Regions from separate parts of the Mus musculus genome. Here regions 1, 3 and 4 are each linked to region 2. Evidence: chromatin contacts called from public Hi-C, HiChIP or PLAC-seq and promoter capture Hi-C data. All regions are on one chromosome and are shown on one strand. Each heading gives the region's core, a stretch centred on a gene start, on an enhancer-like site or on the middle of the called end of the contact. The rest is flanking DNA. Distances are from core to core; before and after follow the strand shown.

Region 1 (2,712 bases), core at 141-2,640, 750 kb before region 2:
AAAACATATTTGGTTTTTGAGATTGGTTTAAGTCACTTAATATGATTATTTCCAGTTGCTCCAATTTACTGATAATTCACTCTTTTTTAGGCCAAATACACACACACACACACACACACACACACACACACACACACACACAAACACCTTTATCTTTTGCTCTGTCCTTGGACATCAGGGTTGATCCCATAACTTAGCTAGTTGTGCAAAGCTCTGAAATAAACCTTGATGTGCCATGATCGTTCTAAAATTAAAATACTGTCATTTACTCGTTACCTTCCTTGACATTTTTAGTCTTATTCTTTCCAACATGCTCTAAGGGAGGCAATGCTCGGCCCACTTGATCTGTAAAAGAACAGAAGTTCAAACAAGTCATATCCTAAGGACACATTTTTGTTGTTGTTGTTGTTGTTGAGAGTGGCAGACCTAAGAGTTTAACTCAGGCTGTTCAAGCTATCCTGGCTAACCCCAGCCCTCTGTGATAGCCTGCTGGTCACTGTTCTATATTCTGCCTGCTGCAGTTCAATCTTCTGCCTTCTGATTGCTTTCATCGGTGAGCAAAGCAGGGAGGGAGTGTATAGACTTTATCCACATAAGACTTGGTAAGTTTCAAACCTTTGGACTCATCTCTCTCTAACCTAAGAGAGGATCTCAAATGATGTGATGAGACAAAGCTGCCACAGCCAAGTGCTTCCCACAGAGAGTCCATCAGGAGCCGCTGGAGTCATTTGGAATGGTACAAGAAGCAGCTTATGGAATGGAGAAATTGGGATGGATCTTGGGTGCACTTGTGAAGAATGAGATCTGTTAGCACCGTTCTCCTGATGACTTCAGGCATGGAAAGCGCATTGTTGGAATTATTTAAAAATGAACTATCAAAGCTCTTTGGGGACCAATCCTGTGCTAAAGGAGGCGGTGTGTGTGTGTGTGTGGGGGGGGGGGTGGATTGGACAAGATACCTTAATAGGTCATTTTAGTCTGTGATTTCAGTAAGAACTACTGCTCTCATGGTACATTGAGATTTTCTGATGGGTCTCAATATCTAAGCACAAGAAGTTTCCAGGCTGAACTGAAGGTGAGTGGTATGCAGGCTTTGGACAACTGGGAACTTTAACAGTGGATTTGCTTCTCTACATTCTCCAGAGGGGTCCCTGTGAGCAGTCTTGAGAAGCCTGTGTCCTGCTTACAGTACCCACCTGTCGGCAGGGCTGTGGGGACAGAGTCCATTCCCACCTGACTCTAAATGCCGTCCCTCGAGTTCATGTCTGTAGTCCCCAGCCAAGGCCCCAAGGCAGCTGGGAACAGTGACATATGTTAAATTGTCTGGTTCCCAAGGAGCCTGAGCAGGCCCACTGAGAGGCCCATAAAATCCTGCCTGCAATTCCCTGCCTCCATATGCTTCACTAGGTGTTTGCTAGGATTCGGGCTGGTGGGTACAGAGGGAGCCTGGCTAATGGCGTTGTTTGCGGAGTTAATTGTTCTGTTTGATCTGAGGCCCCTCTAGGATGCTCAGGGAAATGAGGTGTTTGGTCAGGGTTTTCCTCAGGAGCAAAGTTTACCTCATAATCTGAAAGGAGAAGAAAATGAAAAAGAAAGAAAGAAAGAAACAGGAAAGGTTGTCCAGAGGCATAAAGACTCGGCATAGGCTCGGCAGGACCCAGGGACCATGCCCTGTGTACAAGTAGCCTGAAGAGTGGGGAGGGCCTGCAAGCCGAAGAAAGCTTGTTTCTCACTGGCTGACAAATGAAGGCAAGAATAATACATCTCATAACTCTCCTTGTTCATGATGGTTACAATATTTATTTCCAAAGAGGCATCCCATAGGATGCAACAAAGGGTGCCTATGAAATAAGCCAATTGTAAGTCAGACATTACACTGGATGGCGGGGTGGGGGGGGGGGCAGGGGGGGGAGGCCGAGGATCACGCTCAACCTCTAGCATAATTTGGCTAGGAAAACAAAGTACTAAATTAGCCTGGGATATTAGAAATACAACGAAAACATAAACAGAAATACCCAGGAGCCCTGATTTTCACTGCGTAATGAAGGGATATATGCCTGATTAGGAGGAGAGAAAAATTATTTCCTGGCCTTAAATTCTGAGGAGGGATATTGAAGGAATAATTTTTCCCTATCACCAACACCCCATGGGGTTGTTTTAAATAAGTTAAATTATTGAGGAAAAAAAAAGTATTTTCTAAAATGTAGCACAAAGGCTACACACATGGCAGTCCCATTACTGTGCGTGACAGGTCCTTTGATAGCAATTTTGTCTTTGGAACAGCTTCCTGGGGCAAGGAGGCAGGCCTTGGAGTGTTTGGAGGTCTAGTACAGACTGAATTCCTTCAGCAAATTTAACTTTGTTTTCAGACTAAATGGTTGGGGGCCAGGGAGCTGAAGGTTTCCGTATAGATGCTAAGAGGAGGAAGGAAAGCTGGGGACAGGCAGCTGATTTGAGACTTTATTTGTGCTTGCTCCAATAAATCTGTGGTTTCTCTTACAACCTACCCAACTCCCGTAGATTCTCTTCACTTTCTTACCCTTTGTCTGGACTGCACGGGTGCCAATAAGTCATTTACGGTTACCCAATAGCACATGTGCCTCAATGTGTCTGACAATTTTACAAAATCATAGGCCAGGACTCCTTGAGACGCCCTCTTGAGTAGGCCTTAGGAAGCTAAGGTCTAGTGTGTGGAATGATAAATCCACCAGG
Region 2 (2,792 bases), core at 89-2,588:
GGGGCGGGGAAGGGGGCGGGAGGCGGGGAGGCGAGCAGGGATTTCCCACGGGATTCGCGGGAGCCCTGAGCGCCGGGGCTCCTGGGTGCGCCGGGTAAGGGGTCCGCTGAGCGGGTTTGGCTGGCCACCAGCGGGAGGCACAACCACGCTGAGCCAGCAGGGATGGTGTCTTGGCTCGTGGGCTCGCAGCCACGCAGTCTCTTCTAACTGCCGGATGAGTTTAAGCACCGCCAGCACTCACCCAAGCCCACCCCTGCTCCAAAGCTCAGAAGGCGAGAAAGGCGTCCGCCTCGCACTTGCTGTCCCTGGAAGATTGCAACCCGGCAGCTTCTAGGGCTGATTTCCCCCCCAGGGTGCGGTCAATGGATTTGGCCCCTCTCGTTTGGCAGTCACTTGCTGGGGTACTAGTAGGACCTTCTGTGATCCCCCAAGCAGCCTGCCTGCGGAGCCCAGAGTCCGGAAACCTCAGACTGCGAAAGGGAGACAGCAAGCTACCGCTCGCCAGCCAGCGCATCCAGGCCCGGGATAGAAAGAGCCGAAGGTGCCGACTCTAGGAGCCCAGTGGCCCGAGGTATCGCTTCCCAGACCAGCTTCGCCCAGAGCTAAGGAGCTTGCACCGCAATGCAGCGGGATCCAGGCTCTCTAAGCCGGAGATGTCCGGTGATCGTGCTGTCTGGGAGCACCAGAGCGCAGGAGCCGAAAGACTCTGCGTGCGAACGAACCTGCTGTGGGCGCCCAGGGTCGGCGCAGGGCATGCCTGTGGGTACCGCCCCATCCCGGTGCCCCATCTCTACCCAGGATCGGTGACATTCTCTCTCTCCAGCACCAGGATGCCCGGCCGAGCAGCCAAAGGAGCCCTGCAAAGCGCGCGGCACCCATGAACTGGCAGCCGGCAGCCACCAAGTTGCTCCGCGAAGGGTACGTTACCTTCCATCGCGGCCACTGCAGATGCCAGGAGGAAGAGCAGCAAGCAATCCAGGGCCATCGCCGGCCAGCGGCCCCCAGGCCGAGCCCCAGCGGAGACGCGCCGCGTCCCAGGGCGCCGCTGCGCTCCCGGCGGGTGGCTTCTCCGTGTCCTTTCGCGCTCTGGCCGGGACCGGACTCCCCGGAGCGCGGCGTGGGCGTGGGCGGGAGTGTGCGCGCGTGGGGCGGTGCGGGCGCGCGTGGATGTGGGTGTGCATGTGTGTGTGTGTGTTTATGGGAGAGGTGGGTGTGTGCGTGCGTGTGTGAGAGAGGGTGAGGGAGAGCGAGCCTGGGAGAGCGCGCGAGAGCGTGTGCGTCCTGGTGTCACATTGCGAGCTACAGCGGAGCCTACGGGAGGACAGAGCGGGCCAGACTGACGGGGGAGGGAGCGGGATCCCCCACCATCAGCTCTCTCTCCACCCCTAACACCTCCTGTCCAATCAAGGAATCAAACCTGCAAAATTCCCTCATCCAATCAGGCGCGAGCACCTCCTTACACTGGCATTGTTAGTTTAAGAAAAACTTTTGCTTGCAAGGCTGTGTGGGAGGGTTAGGAAGGCGCTAGGAGGTGATCGCGCTCCCTCTTGTGGTGATTTAGGAGAACTGCAGCCTCGCACGCTCGCTTTCCCCAAGCTGAAAAGGAGGGGCTCAGCCAAGAAGTCAACTGAGGTCCCTTATGCTTACAGACACCCCACAGCTACTCCTGACTATTCCTATGCAGAATGCCGCCACCCTATATCATTTTACTAATCAATTTTGTTTATTTTTGAGTCTTGTCTGATCTCGTTCACTCAGAATTCCTGGAACCTTAACAGTGTCTTATTCTTGGCATGCATCTGTGGAGTGAGTGAATATGGTTTCAAGACTTTATGGCCGGCTGCTCGGGGGTAGTTAGAACACCCTGTGGGCTTCCTATCATATCCTCAGCTGTATATCTCCAAAAGTCTCTTCCCAGGTGGATCTCTGAGCATCCACTGTAGGGCCTGCTGTCAGAAGACAGTCATAATGGGAAGACATGAAGAAACAGCCGAAAGTCTGACAACTTGTTGGGGTATGGGGAAGGGAGACATTGCTTTGAACCAGGCCTGGAGGTAGGTGGGAAGGACTGAGTTCTGCAACCACAGGAAAACCAGGCTCCAGAATAGAAGTGGTTTCCCACCATCAGCTCTGATGATAATGCCCCATTTTGCTGTCTGTTGATCAGGTCAGGCTGTTTCAGATCCGGCCCTGGCCTTGATGCTTGTCAGAAGCTGTGTGGCAGAAGGTCCTCACCTCCTCCCGCAAGGTTAGGGATGCTCCTGGAAGACTCATGTGGGAGGGGCTTCAGCCCCCTCCCCAAACCTTTTAAAGACATTAACATCTGGCAACTCTCCTTTGGGAATTTAGTTACATTGATTCCCCACCCTGGGTACTTACTCTGTCTTTCACAGACACTGCCTCCCTCTTCACCACCCCAGCCACACTCAGACCCCTGATTCTGACAGGTCTTTGTTTCCCAGACTTTGACACAGGCTGTTTGTGTCTTCCCCTACCATCCACCCATCCGGCCTCAGAACCTGAAAGGATGACGTCAGTGACCGCTGCTTAATCTTCCCTAATACTACCTCAGCTGCTCTTTGTCCCTCCACAGCACTGTGTCTTGAAGTCCCTTAAGTGAGGGATGCCCCTCTCTGACATGGGTGAGTACTGGGTCTTTTGCAGCTTTGGCAACACTCTCCACAGTCCAATTTCACTGCCTACCTGTCTTACTACTTCTTGCCCTTCCTCCTTCATCCCTCCAGCCTCTAAGAGAGGAATCCCCAAAGCTCTTACCTTGAAACCCCTCCCCC
Region 3 (3,009 bases), core at 201-2,700, 640 kb before region 2:
ACTGTACTTGGTAATACCTCTCTCCTCTGACGTCTGCAGCCTTGAGCATGTTGGGACCGCAGCATCCAGCCCACTGTCATCATTCTCCTATCTAGACACACAGGGTGGTGTTGGGACAGTGGTTCTTTATTGCTGTGCAATTATCCATGTTTTTACTACTAACAAAGTTCTATCATGGGTTATGACTGTGCCAATGAATCTGCACCGTTCTTCAGATTGGTGGCGCTTCTGCTTACCCACGCTCTGCCATTGCTTCCTGTAGTTCCTGGCTTCCTCTAGGTGCTCATTCAGAGTAGATGAGTATCACTTTGTATTCAAGTCGGAGAACTAGCTAGCTAGCCTGGTCTACAGAGTGAGTTCCAGGACAGCCAGGACTATACAGAGAAACTCTGTCTCAAAAACAACCAAAAAAAAGAAAAAAGAAAAAAAAGAGAGAGTGAGAGAGAGAGAGAGAGAGAGAGAGAGAGAGAGAGAGAGAAATGAGTTGCCATCTACCAACTCCAGGGAGAGGCTTGGTCCGTGCTTTATACTCCGAATGTCTGTCTCACTTGGTCATTGAAGGAGGCAGAGACTCTAGTCTTCAGAAAGGCCAGAGGGAAAGCTGAGAAGCAGTGATCTCTGGGTTTCCTTTTCACTTAGAGATTCTGTGCAGTTATGCTTACAGGGAAAGCTGACGCCGTGTTCTGAGCACCGTTGCTCAGAAACCATCTGAGATGCATCCACTGTGCCCCCCGTGGCTTTCTATTTGGAGGCATTTAACTTTTATTACTTTTCTTTGTTCATTTAGTTGATCAATATTGTTTCCCGTGTGCCAAGCTACAGAAGAGAAGGGGATCAGAGAGGCTTCCGTTCTCACAGAGTCAGTCATGAGGATGAGGCAGCGTGGGTAGCAGCTATAACGGTAACTTGCCAAGGTGCACATGGTACAAAAGAACATGTACCACAGCACAAAAAAATGCCACGATGCAGGGGTGAGCATCACAAGCTTGGACTGCATTCTGAGTGTCAAAAAGATGCAGAGAACCTTCTGCACTAAGTTCCTTTTTACTTGGCCCCAGAAGGGGGTGGGGGGGGCAGAATTTAATGACTGGCAACAAAAAGAGAAATAGCAAGGGAAGGAGAGGTGGGTGTCAAGAGAAGGGATTAAAAAAAATCAGAGATGAGATTTGTTTACCCCCTGCACAGCTCGCCTGGGCACTGCCCAGGTGTGCCTATGAAGTGATACCATGGCCTTGTATACTGCACAGTCTGTACCTGGAAGGCTCTTCCAAGGTTATTCCACCAAGGAAGACCCTTATCCAGAGAGACGTGAGAATTTATAGTCCTGGGGCTTTCACTTGGTCCTTTGCTTGGTCACCATGGCAACAGTTGCTCCTGCTGCTCTGGGCTTGGCTTCCCTGGAGGTAGCCCTGTAATGATAATGTATCATCCTCATGCTGCTAAGAACAAAGCCTGCTGAAATTCCAGCCTCAGTTAAAATGAGAGGCCCTTCTCCAGGAGGTAGCAGCTGCTCTGACTAGGGGGGTGGGATCCGTGTTAGAAGGAAGATTTCTCATGAAGATACAGTTGGGTAGATGCAGATCTTGCTTCACATGGTAACTGTTCTGGTGATGGGGAAGCCAACTCCTAGCTCAGGTCTTCCCAGAAGCCCCGCAAATGTCTTCATTATTCAGAGAGAGAGGGAGAGAGAGAGAGAGAGAGAGAGAGAGAGAGAGAGAGAGAGAGAGAGAGAGAGAGAGAGAGAAAGCCATCCTTTGCTCTGGCCCAGAAGTGTGGCACAGGCCTGAGGGCATATCTCAAACTGAGTTCAGACTTACCACTTATTCCTCTGTAAAAAAAAAAAATAATGATAAGATCCATGGAAATGTTAACCAAGGGCCTGGCTGGTGAGGGAACTACAGGGAAAGGCAGGAAGGTACCACACTTTCAGCATAGAGGGCTAGAGGATGCTACCATCTTCTATCCAGTTGCATGGTTCTTTCCTGTGATTGCTCTGATCATCTGTCCACCCATCCCAGATGATCACAGAGAGTAACAGCATCCAGATTGGTCAAGCTCCGAGAAAGTTTTGGGCCTCGCTCCCTTTCCATTCGTGAACTTCGTTCAGATTTGGACTTTTAACTGAAGACGCCGACCTCCCCACAGTTCTCCACAACCACACTTTGCTGAACCAAGTGACACGATGCTTTTGTTTTCCACGGTCCGATTTGTGTCATCTCGCTAGCTAACAGCCATTTTTAACCTCCTAGGCCAGTCATGCTGGTCTTGCTTGTTGCTTGCAGAGGGTGAAAGATTTAGGACATTCATTCTTACTGGGTTCAAATTTTGTGAAGCAAAACTTATAAAAGTGTAGTGGGGAAAGTTTCTGAACACAGCTGACCAAGTGTATTTCATTTCACACGTGTGATAAAGGTCTGTACTCACAGCGCTGTAAATGTGTATCTCCTGTTCTCTCCCAGTCACTTACTGAGTATGTTTATCCATCTTTCTTAGGGTCCCATTAGAAAACTTGCTGGGGTTTAAGGAATGGATATACTCGGCTTCGGTGTGCGTGGACAAACACTGTTACAGCGGTCATATCAATTTGCATGCCTGTCAGTAGTTTCTGAAAGTTCTAGTTCCTCCAGAACCTTGTCAGCACTTGATCTTGTCAGTCTCGGCTACTTTAGCTCTCCTACTGAGTAGATCTTAGTAGATATGAGTTTGAATTTTCTACCCACTGCTGACATTAGTAATTTTCCGTGTTTGTTGGCCATTTGGATACTGTATATTTTCTTCAAATGTCTTGTTTACATTTTACTGAGTTGTATATTTAAGAATTTTAAGAATTTAAGTAAATACATATTTATGTGGAATCTGTTTAGGTTGTGTGGAGATACTTAAGTCTATGGATTCTTAAATCTTTGTCTGCCATTGGCCTTGACCATTTTCTCTTCAAATATTATTTCTACCTCTTTCTCTCTGCCCCCCTTTCTTTTGGCATTTTGACTACATAAAGCTTTTAAAATC
Region 4 (2,833 bases), core at 181-2,680, 550 kb before region 2:
AACATTGTGAAGCCAATTCTCTCCTTCGACTTTTTATATAGTTTCAGAGATTAAATTTAGGCTGTCATGTTTATCTTTTACCCTGTGAACTATTTCAACAGGCCATGACAATCTTTTCTTGTCCTAATTTATTCTCTGGCTGTTCTTAGATTTATACCTTGGAAACCTGACATTAAGACAAACATTTGACTTCCTCTCTCCCACTGGGAAATTCCATGCTCTTCCTCCTCAATTTCTTCCAGCTTCTCACTGGAGACACATCTTGGTCAGAGTCCTGCTCTATCAGAGCATCCTACTGCCCAGGGTACTATATGCAGCAACATGACAGGGGAGAGGCCATATCTCCAGTTTTTATCTCAGGAGTCTGTGCAAACACCTGAATAGAGACTCATTAACAGCTCTGTGCCATGAGGCCACATATCTTTGAGTCCTCACCTGCCATTAGCCCCTGGACAGGTGTCACCTTCTGGTCCTGCATGGAAGCCCTTCTCATGGAAGTCATAAACCTGTCCCGGCCACACTCATCTGACAATGCCACCCCTCTCTCTCTCTCTCTCTCGTACACAACCACCAGACCACCCACATCCACTATGGCCCTGGTTCCCTCGGGATAAAGCTTAGGCTCTATGAAGAGGAACCTCTATAATCTAGACTACTCGCTCTTCTGTTTGAGCCATTGCACAAGCTTCACATCTGATTCAACATAACCATGGTTTTGAGGAGGCAAAGGCCTTTTGTCCTCTGTCTATGCCATCTCCTATGTCTGGACTCCTCTCCCCGTTCAAATACATTCTCCAGGTCTCAGCCACATTCATGCTTAGAGTTTGTCTTGCTCAGTATGCTCAACCTTGAGACCAGAAAAATGACTCCTGAATTGTAGGTCAGTTGGTTGATCTCACCAGTAGACTGTTGGCCTTGTATACATATTCCCCACCATATTTCTGAGAAAACACTGATCCCTGGTTCCAGTCTCTCATCTGGATCTTTGAATGGCCTGAGAGAGTGGAGTGGAGGCCCTCTGAGCTGCTCTGACCAACACTCTCTCACCTCACTATAGCACTTACTTCTCCATGCATATCAAGAATTTTTTTCTTCTCAAAAACATTTTTTCTATCAATATTTGATGAGGGTAATTTCAAAGGCTTGTTTAGTAGGATCTGCACATAAGGAGCCCTTCTGAGTATTTATCACGCTCGGGGTATAATTACATTCAAATCCTGAGACACTGTTGCTAGGTAACCATTGCCGTAGGTTCCTCTGACTTCCATGCTTGAGGTGCTCCGCCTCTCTCTGGTGATATTAGGGGCAGGGACCAGCAGGTTAGGGCTTACCTCTAAATAAAGGTGACAGCAGAGTCTCTCATGCTGGAGGGATAGAATACTAGAGCAAGGGACATTTTGAACATCTTTCCTGGTGGGACTTAACCTGTGAATCACATCAAGGGGTTTGCTGCAAGCAAGATTAAAGAGGTGGTGAGGGAACGAGAAGAGGGCAGTCACTGCCTGTGAGACCCCAGGAGGAATCATCTTCAAGTCTTCCTTCTGTCTGCCTGCTCCCAGAGAAGGAAGCACTCATCCTACATCCTCTAAGGGCCTGGGAAGAGTTCAGTTTTTGTTTTTTGGTTTTTTTTTTGTTTTTTTTTGTTTGTTTTTTTTTTGGTTTTTTGTTTTTCCAGCAGGAGGATGCCCTTGTCCAAGGACACAGGGAAATCACCTGCCCTCTGGACTAAACAGCACCGGGCCCCTAATAGAAGCCTGCATGAGACTACAGCAGGGAAGCCAATTCTTCTCCCAGTGACATCTGAGGTTCTCAGATGGACTACGGGGCATGTAACTAGAGTAGAGACGACTGAAGTCTTGACCTGAGCTACTTTTCCTTGATGTTTCTGGGCTTTCTGGGCAGGGATAGGAAGCCCTTCACATTCACAGAGGTCTCAAAAGTTGACTTTGAACGTTTTTTTCTAAACAAGTCATAGGGTACAATCATTGTCTCACTCCATTAAACAAATCCACTTGTTAAGTGCCTGTCTTTAAAGTATACCACGTCATTATGTCTTTTGACAATATTTTTTCAACCATCTAGGACCTTTGAGTATAAGAAATAGCCATTTCCCTTGTGTACCTCCAAAAGCCTGCTTTAATCTCTCCCCACAAGAGCCTGATGCCTTGCAATGGATTGTTCATCTGTGGGTGCTGTCTTTGTGGCTACACTTTGATTAATGGCTGGTCAGGGCTGAACCCATACATTTGTGTTTAATGCTCCACTGAGTCAGCACCACTGGCCTTGGGGAAGGGAAGGGGAAAAAAAAAGGAAAAAAATCCAGGCAGAGAAATTCAGATAGAGTGTGGCATCCCATTTGCATTTCCCGACTCTGCTGCCCGATCTATTTCCCATTGGCCTTTGGAAATGTGCTAGATTGAATTGTGTTTCCTATTGCAAGTTTTAAATAAGGTGGATGATACAGTAGGCATTACTGTCTGCAGTCCCCTGGGCATAGCTGTGAATACACTTTCAAACCTCAGTGCAATTTCCCAGTCATCGCAGAGCAGTAATTGCTATTAAAAAGAATATATCCTCTTGCACGCACTCAAAATACCCTTGGCTCATCAGTGGGGAATATCGATTGTTGTCAATTTTTAATGCAAAAAATAATTAAAGACTTAGCATCTGTTCAAAATATTTACAAACAGCTTTACCATCAGTGTTTATCTTCCCAACCAGGAGCAAGAGCTGGAGATAATTGTTTGAGACATCAGCTGGGTTAAACACATTTTGTTTCAACATTAAAAGTTTGTAAGCTTTCATGTCAGGAGACACTGTGGGGGATGAATTT

The links. Promoter capture Hi-C pulls out the DNA fragments that hold promoters and counts their contacts. A called contact is a pair of places that touch in the nucleus more often than the background predicts. HiChIP or PLAC-seq counts read pairs in DNA pulled down with a chosen protein or histone mark.
Region 1: a contact with region 2 is called in a Hi-C map of embryonic limb bud, with 2.8 times the contacts expected there. The contact joins the enhancer-like site here to the promoter of Ephb1 in region 2. A contact is called at or near these places in 16 of 39 promoter capture datasets (the 3T3-L1 cell line, the C10 cell line, the HPC-7 cell line and 12 more), 1 of 15 datasets of contacts at CTCF or cohesin (embryonic stem cells), 33 of 484 Hi-C or Micro-C datasets (the HL-1 cell line, LSK cells, cerebellar granule neurons and 13 more), 11 of 115 datasets of contacts at active chromatin or transcription factors (craniofacial prominence, embryonic forebrain, embryonic hindbrain and 5 more) and 1 of 9 other capture datasets (embryonic stem cells).
Region 3: an H3K4me3 HiChIP or PLAC-seq map of embryonic hindbrain shows a contact between it and region 2, with 10 times the contacts expected there. The contact joins the enhancer-like site here to the promoter of Ephb1 in region 2. A contact is called at or near these places in 8 of 39 promoter capture datasets (cranial neural crest, embryonic stem cells, frontonasal cranial neural crest and 4 more), 2 of 484 Hi-C or Micro-C datasets (cerebellum and ganglionic eminence), 13 of 115 datasets of contacts at active chromatin or transcription factors (craniofacial prominence, differentiating embryonic stem cells, embryonic basal ganglia and 8 more) and 1 of 9 other capture datasets (embryonic stem cells).
Region 4: a promoter capture Hi-C map of hippocampal neurons shows a contact between it and region 2, with 7 times the contacts expected there. The contact joins the enhancer-like site here to the promoter of Ephb1 in region 2. A contact is called at or near these places in 7 of 39 promoter capture datasets (embryonic stem cells, epiblast stem cells, frontonasal cranial neural crest and 3 more), 2 of 484 Hi-C or Micro-C datasets (both in cortical neurons), 9 of 115 datasets of contacts at active chromatin or transcription factors (craniofacial prominence, embryonic basal ganglia, embryonic forebrain and 6 more) and 1 of 9 other capture datasets (embryonic stem cells).

What each region holds. Positions count from the first base shown.
Region 1 is chr9:101,601,636-101,604,347 of GRCm38.p6, forward strand. No RefSeq gene overlaps it. Among named protein-coding and RNA genes, the nearest start is that of Gm24638, 210 kb to the left of the region's middle. Within about 2 kb of position 1,391, at least 15 of the 459 cell types and tissues checked have an H3K27ac peak or open chromatin away from gene starts, as enhancers often do. A contact at or near this core is called in embryonic limb bud, where this site is marked.
Region 2 is chr9:102,353,355-102,356,146 of GRCm38.p6, forward strand. Ephb1 (Eph receptor B1) reads right to left here and starts at 1,339. Exons shown (of 16, transcript NM_173447.3): 1 at 928-1,339. The coding sequence starts at 985.
Region 3 is chr9:101,716,786-101,719,794 of GRCm38.p6, forward strand. No RefSeq gene overlaps it. Among named protein-coding and RNA genes, the nearest start is that of Gm31326, 270 kb to the right of the region's middle. Within about 2 kb of position 1,451, at least 16 of the 459 cell types and tissues checked have an H3K27ac peak or open chromatin away from gene starts, as enhancers often do. A contact at or near this core is called in differentiating embryonic stem cells, where this site is marked.
Region 4 is chr9:101,806,216-101,809,048 of GRCm38.p6, forward strand. No RefSeq gene overlaps it. Among named protein-coding and RNA genes, the nearest start is that of Gm31326, 180 kb to the right of the region's middle. Within about 2 kb of position 1,431, at least 14 of the 459 cell types and tissues checked have an H3K27ac peak or open chromatin away from gene starts, as enhancers often do. A contact at or near this core is called in cortical neurons, forebrain and hippocampal neurons, where this site is marked.